Regions from separate parts of the Mus musculus genome. Here region 2 is linked to region 1. Evidence: chromatin contacts called from public HiChIP or PLAC-seq data. All regions are on one chromosome and are shown on one strand. The core of a region is the stretch at or near the end of the contact, and the rest is flanking DNA. Distances in the headings are between cores, read along the strand shown. Region 1 has its middle 140 kb from the start of Ofcc1. Region 2 overlaps Tfap2a (transcription factor AP-2, alpha).

What was found. HiChIP or PLAC-seq counts read pairs in DNA pulled down with a chosen protein or histone mark.
Region 2: an H3K4me3 HiChIP or PLAC-seq map of embryonic limb bud shows a contact between it and region 1, with 2.6 times the contacts expected there. The contact joins two enhancer-like sites. A contact is called at or near these places in 5 of 39 promoter capture datasets (embryonic stem cells, hippocampal neurons, liver and 2 more), 2 of 484 Hi-C or Micro-C datasets (nephron progenitors and trophoblast stem cells), 4 of 115 datasets of contacts at active chromatin or transcription factors (embryonic limb bud, embryonic stem cells, neural progenitor cells and 1 more) and 2 of 9 other capture datasets (embryonic stem cells and liver).

Annotation. Positions count from the first base shown.
Region 1 is chr13:40,431,177-40,433,821 of GRCm38.p6, reverse strand. No RefSeq gene overlaps it. Among named protein-coding and RNA genes, the nearest start is that of Ofcc1, 140 kb to the right of the region's middle. Within about 2 kb of position 1,296, at least 2 of the 459 cell types and tissues checked have an H3K27ac peak or open chromatin away from gene starts, as enhancers often do. A contact at or near this core is called in embryonic limb bud, where this site is marked.
Region 2 is chr13:40,721,478-40,724,122 of GRCm38.p6, reverse strand. Tfap2a (transcription factor AP-2, alpha) reads left to right here. Exons shown (of 7, transcript NM_011547.5): 4 at 801-1,032. Among named protein-coding and RNA genes, the nearest start is that of Gm26688, 5.0 kb to the left of the region's middle. Within about 2 kb of position 1,327, at least 262 of the 459 cell types and tissues checked have an H3K27ac peak or open chromatin away from gene starts, as enhancers often do. A contact at or near this core is called in embryonic limb bud, where this site is marked.

The sequences.
Region 1 (2,645 bases), core at 47-2,546:
TTAGCATCCTGTCAGCTACAGAATGGGACTCAAAACCAAGGGGGCAGGGAGACAGCTTAAGACTAAAGAGTCAAGTGGCCCATTGTTTGGAAGGTACCCCTATGCAGTGACACCTTACTCCACAGGGAAGACAGTGTAGGGGTGGGTGTTCCAGGACTTTGCCAGGCAGGTAAAACCTTGGAAAGGCCCCATTGCTTGGCACAATAGGCTGGCCTTCCAATTCTCACATAAATTAATCTATTGTGTTCCATAATGCCCCATAATAAAGCATACTAAAGTCTTTAGACTTAAACCATCCAGGGCAATTATCTTCTGATCTAAAAGAAGCGAGTGTGATGGTCTGTTTCTCTAACAGTGGCTCGCCTGACACAGAAGTGTGGTTCATTTCACTGCACTTAGAGGATGCAAGCGTCCCTCATTGATCCCATCCAAGCCTGGGGTAGCTTCCTTGCCCGTAAGAGAGAGGTAAGAATGGGATCTTGTCTGGAGAACAAAAGAGTAGACACAAATCACTTGGCAAGGCATGAATGCCCCAGAGTGAGGGTTCCTTCTGCATGCACAGAGATTTCAGAGGAACTGGATTAAAACGCCGACGGATCTGAATGGATGGTACCGCAGTTGCATCCGTGAATGAAGTGCTTCAGCTTCGACACTGTTTTGAATTTCTGAGAATCATCTATCCATCAGAATGCCATGAGTGTGTTACAAAAGCAGTCTTATTATTAGCCTGTTTAATTGTTACTTTTTGAATATATTCCTTCAGGATGGAGAGATGGCTCTCTAGTTAAGAACTGGAGTTTGGTTTTTAGCACCTCTGTCCAATTGCTCACAAATACCTGTAATCCCAGTTTAGAGGGATCTGATACCCTCTTCTGGTCTCTGTGGGTACCCACTTGTGTGCATATATGAGTACACACACACACACACACACACAGATACACATGCACACACACCATATAAATAAGAGATCAAATAAACCATATAGATAAATAAGTTAATATATCCTCACAAATATTGCAAATTTAATGCATTTTGAATAAAATAAACAGGAGGTAGGTGTCACTGTCTGGTGTTCTGTGGTCTGGGGTATTAGTCTTTGAAGTCACTGGGGTAGAGTGTTATTCTTTCTAGTTGGTGGAGAGCCTCCGGGGTGTCCATACACTTGGATGTTTGCGGGGAATGGATTAGTTACCACCTGTAAGTTGCTTACTGTAGGGTTTTTGCAGAGCGTCAGGCTGTATACTTTACCTCTGTTAGGCGGTACAGTTTGACTAATGGGTGGGTAACAGGAAAGAGTGTAAGGGGAAGCCACTGTTAATGTGCCCCCTACCGCTTTTATTACAGTGGCACCGCAGTAGTTAAGGTTGAACAGCTGTTTCCGTTATGAACTCCTATTCCAGGGGTTTATAACGGAGCTGTAAAAACTTGCTCCAGGCTAGAACTCTGCTATCGGGTCTTAGCCTGGGAGAATTTTCTTTTCCCTATGATTTTACTCTTTAAAAAGAAGAAATCAATTCTTCCATGTAGAATAATCTAAAACTATAGACTTTTTTTTTTAAAAGGAGACTGATTTTTATCATGTTAATCCCAGATGTTGTCATATGCGACAGCAACATTTCTTCTGTTTCAGAATTAGACTTTCCAAAGGTATTTATCAAATGTCCTATATGGATTATACAGTACTCTTCTAAGAATAGTTTTTAGGTTATAAAATAAATCACTATGCATTAAGATATCAATGTTTGGTTTATTTTTAAGACTAATTCATTTGCTAGTTGAATGGGCTATCAATTGAGATAGGTATTTCTACAACTGCAAAATCTCTTCCCCATTTTTAGCAGATCAGTCAAGTGACACATTGAGGTGACAATTGGTTGTTGAAGCCAATGAGTACATGATGGTCCATGGACCCAGAAGTTGTTCAGTAGAAATGCAAAGCCTTATTTACCTGGTGTCTTAGTTTGCCTTCTATTGTTGCAATTAGCACCATGACCAAAAGCAACCTGGGGAAGAAAAGATTTATTTTATCTTGCAACATTCAGTCGAAGTCCAACAGTGAGGGAAGTCAGGGCAGAACTCTGGGGGCCAGGCCTGCAGCAGAGACCATGCAGGAATGTGGCTTACTTGGTTGCCATCCATGGCCTTTCACTTTGTTAGACAACCTAGGCTCACCTGACCAAGGGTGGCCCAGCCTACAGTGACTGGACCATCCCAATACAAATCATTAATCAAGAAAATACCCCACATACTTGCCTACAGGACAATTTGATAGATACAATCCCTCAGCTGACATTTCTTCTTTCTAGATGATTCTAGCTTGTGTCAAATCGACAAACATTAGCCAGTACAATTGACTCCTTGTCAAGCAGACACACAAATATATCACTGTTGAACTATAACCTTTCTTGTCTTGTTTGTCCCCAAGATCTCATGTTAATATCACAATATTAAGCACAGTCCAGTTTTTAAAAAATCCCACAGTCTTTTAAAATTTCCACAATTTAAAAGTCAAGGATCTCTTTAAAAATCTAAAGTTTCTTAATTGTGTGTATCTAGAAAAACTACTTTCTTATTGTGAGAAGGAAGAACCAGGACCCAGTTATCAAGGGAAAACCCTAGCCAAGAGGATAATTAGCTCAGTGTCT
Region 2 (2,645 bases), core at 78-2,577, 290 kb before region 1:
AATATCCCTATTTAAAGGCAAAACAAAACAAAAACATGAGAGGTGCTATGATGAGACTGTGCATATTATTATATGTCTCTGTGTGGAATTTTAAGATACAAACGCATTGAACTTAAACGGTTGTAGGTGCATCTGAATTTCATGTGTTAAGAAATGAACCCCTTGTTCTGATGGTCTTGAATTTGTTTTCTAACAATGGTAGATCCAACAATGAAGAGCTTATGGTTTTAACTGATTATATATCCTAACCCCCATCCCTTTGAAGGGGCTTAGACAGACAGGGTTCATTTAGTATTTGCTCAACAAAAGGATGCATTCCTAATGTTCAACTGTAGGCCTATTCTTGAGTCCTGTTCACGGGCTTGGAATGATCTCCAAAGCCCGAGTGTCTTTTAAATGGAACATAAGGGTCTATTGATGAAAGGACGGACGTGTAGTGTGTGATAACAGAATCCACCACTTGCTAGCTTACTGAAATGTTCATTTACTGGCTGCTGCAGCAATCGAAACTGTCTGCTGGTTTTAACAGCAATTTCTTTTGGCACTGAGCCTTTCGCCAGCAAAACCCCCACTACACCAACCCTGTCTCGGGTTTACACATAAAACCCATTCGTTGCCTCCCTAAACCCAAGCTCCTGCATCACTTCGGAGCCCTTTGAGAGCCTAGGGGGTCGCGACAGCATCAGCCATCTCTAGACAGCTTGCTGCAAGGGTCAGGGCAGGATGCCGCCTCGGGATTCCTGAGCTGAGCAGCGCTCGGTCGGTCCGCCCCCCACACGCGCCCGCATCTGTCTTCGCAGGCCCCGTGTCCCTGTCCAAGTCCAACAGCAATGCTGTCTCCGCCATCCCTATTAACAAGGACAACCTCTTCGGTGGCGTGGTAAACCCCAACGAAGTCTTCTGTTCAGTTCCGGGTCGCCTGTCGCTCCTCAGCTCCACCTCGAAGTACAAGGTCACGGTGGCGGAAGTACAGCGGCGCCTCTCACCGCCCGAGTGTCTTAACGCGTCGCTCCTGGGCGGAGTACTGCGGAGGTGAGGCTCGGACCGGCCCCGCCCCGCCCCACCCGGCCCCGCCCCGCCCCGCTCCACCCCGGGAACCCGGCCCCAGTGCGCCTGCGCTGGGCCGGTAGCTGTACTGCACGCGCGACGTGAAAGGGGCGGAGAGAAAAGAGTGGCGCTTTGTGGGCGTGGCTGAAGGCGGGGGTGGGGTGTGAGGCAACGCGCCTGCGCACTCGGGAACTCCGCTTTCTGCAGCACGCAGGCGCAGTTTTCTACGTCTGGGGCTCAGTCCCAGCCTTGGCAGCCGTGGGGCGCCGTGCTGCTGCCTTTTCCCTGGTTGCGCACAGGTTACAAGCTCAGAAAAGCTTCCGGGCTCCTTGCTTTGCCTTACTACACTGTAGGGTCTTGAGTGGAGATTTAACAGACAGGTTTTCAAGTAAAGAAAGAGAGTGACTTCTGCTTGCTGCGTGCCTCCCATCCCTGGTTGCTGGCACTTCCTGCCATAAGGAACCTCTACCTCCACTCCAGTCTCTGTACGGGGGGGGGGGGGGGGGGGGTGTTCTTTTGACGTTCTGATTTGCTGTGATGTGTGACAGGTTTCTGTTCATTATATGTAGTCGCATCCATTAACACAGGAGTCTCACCTCTCTGAAGTGAGTGAGTCCTGTTTTTCACAAGGGCCAGGGAGGTAGAGTCTAAAGAGAGAAAAGTTTCAGAGCCAGGTGTGTTCTTAGGGATCTATCCAATGGTGTGAGTTGTAGGCCTAGTATTAAATTTGGCCAAAGAGTATGTCTCTTACTCTCCTCTCTACAAAAGACCTGTAATTCGTTGTCTAACTTTATTCCTGTATATTAATAACTCTCAGTTGGGCCTTGGTGGGTATGGCCCACCTACATACTCTAAGAGGGTTTTTGCAGAGTTAATACCAGCGGCTTTCCTTAGTTATCTTTTACTGTCACAGATCTTTCTCTGCCCTCTGCTTTTTCCTCCCCTCCCCCCATCCCCAATATCGGAGACTGCTCACCTATGGGAGTATAATCTAATCCACACAATTAAAGACCCACTTGAGTAGGGAATAAAATCTGAAATTAATTAATTTGCTGTTTTATTTAAACAATTTATCTTAACCACTTTCTGATTATGGGAGTCTATTTAGACATCTATTTAGAAGTGACTCCATTGTTTCTGAAATCAGGGAAAAATTTTGAAGGCTGATATCAGCCATCAGCCTCTTGACATTTCCAGTTATGCTCCTGACATGGCATGTAAACACTTGGCAAGGTGCATTTCCCATTGGGATCAAAGCCAGGACATGAAATGAGAGCGCGATGATAACTTTGGTCACTGGGAACAACCTAACAGCAGATCTTGTGAAGACAATTTAAAGACCCCACTGGGCTTTGCTGGGATTATAGCAACAGGGAAAGCAACACAGTTATCAGTGGAACTCAGGAATACCTCCAACTCTTGCAATCAGAACTGTGTGTGTGTGTGTGTGTGTGTGTGTGTGTGAAAATGGAAAGTTCCCAACCTGCCACAATAGTTGCAATGACAACTATGCCTTTCATCTTCCATGATCTTTCTATATAGTTCCTTCTTGCTCTCTCTTTTCCTGCCTTGGAACCATGACCCTCAGTTTTTAAGAA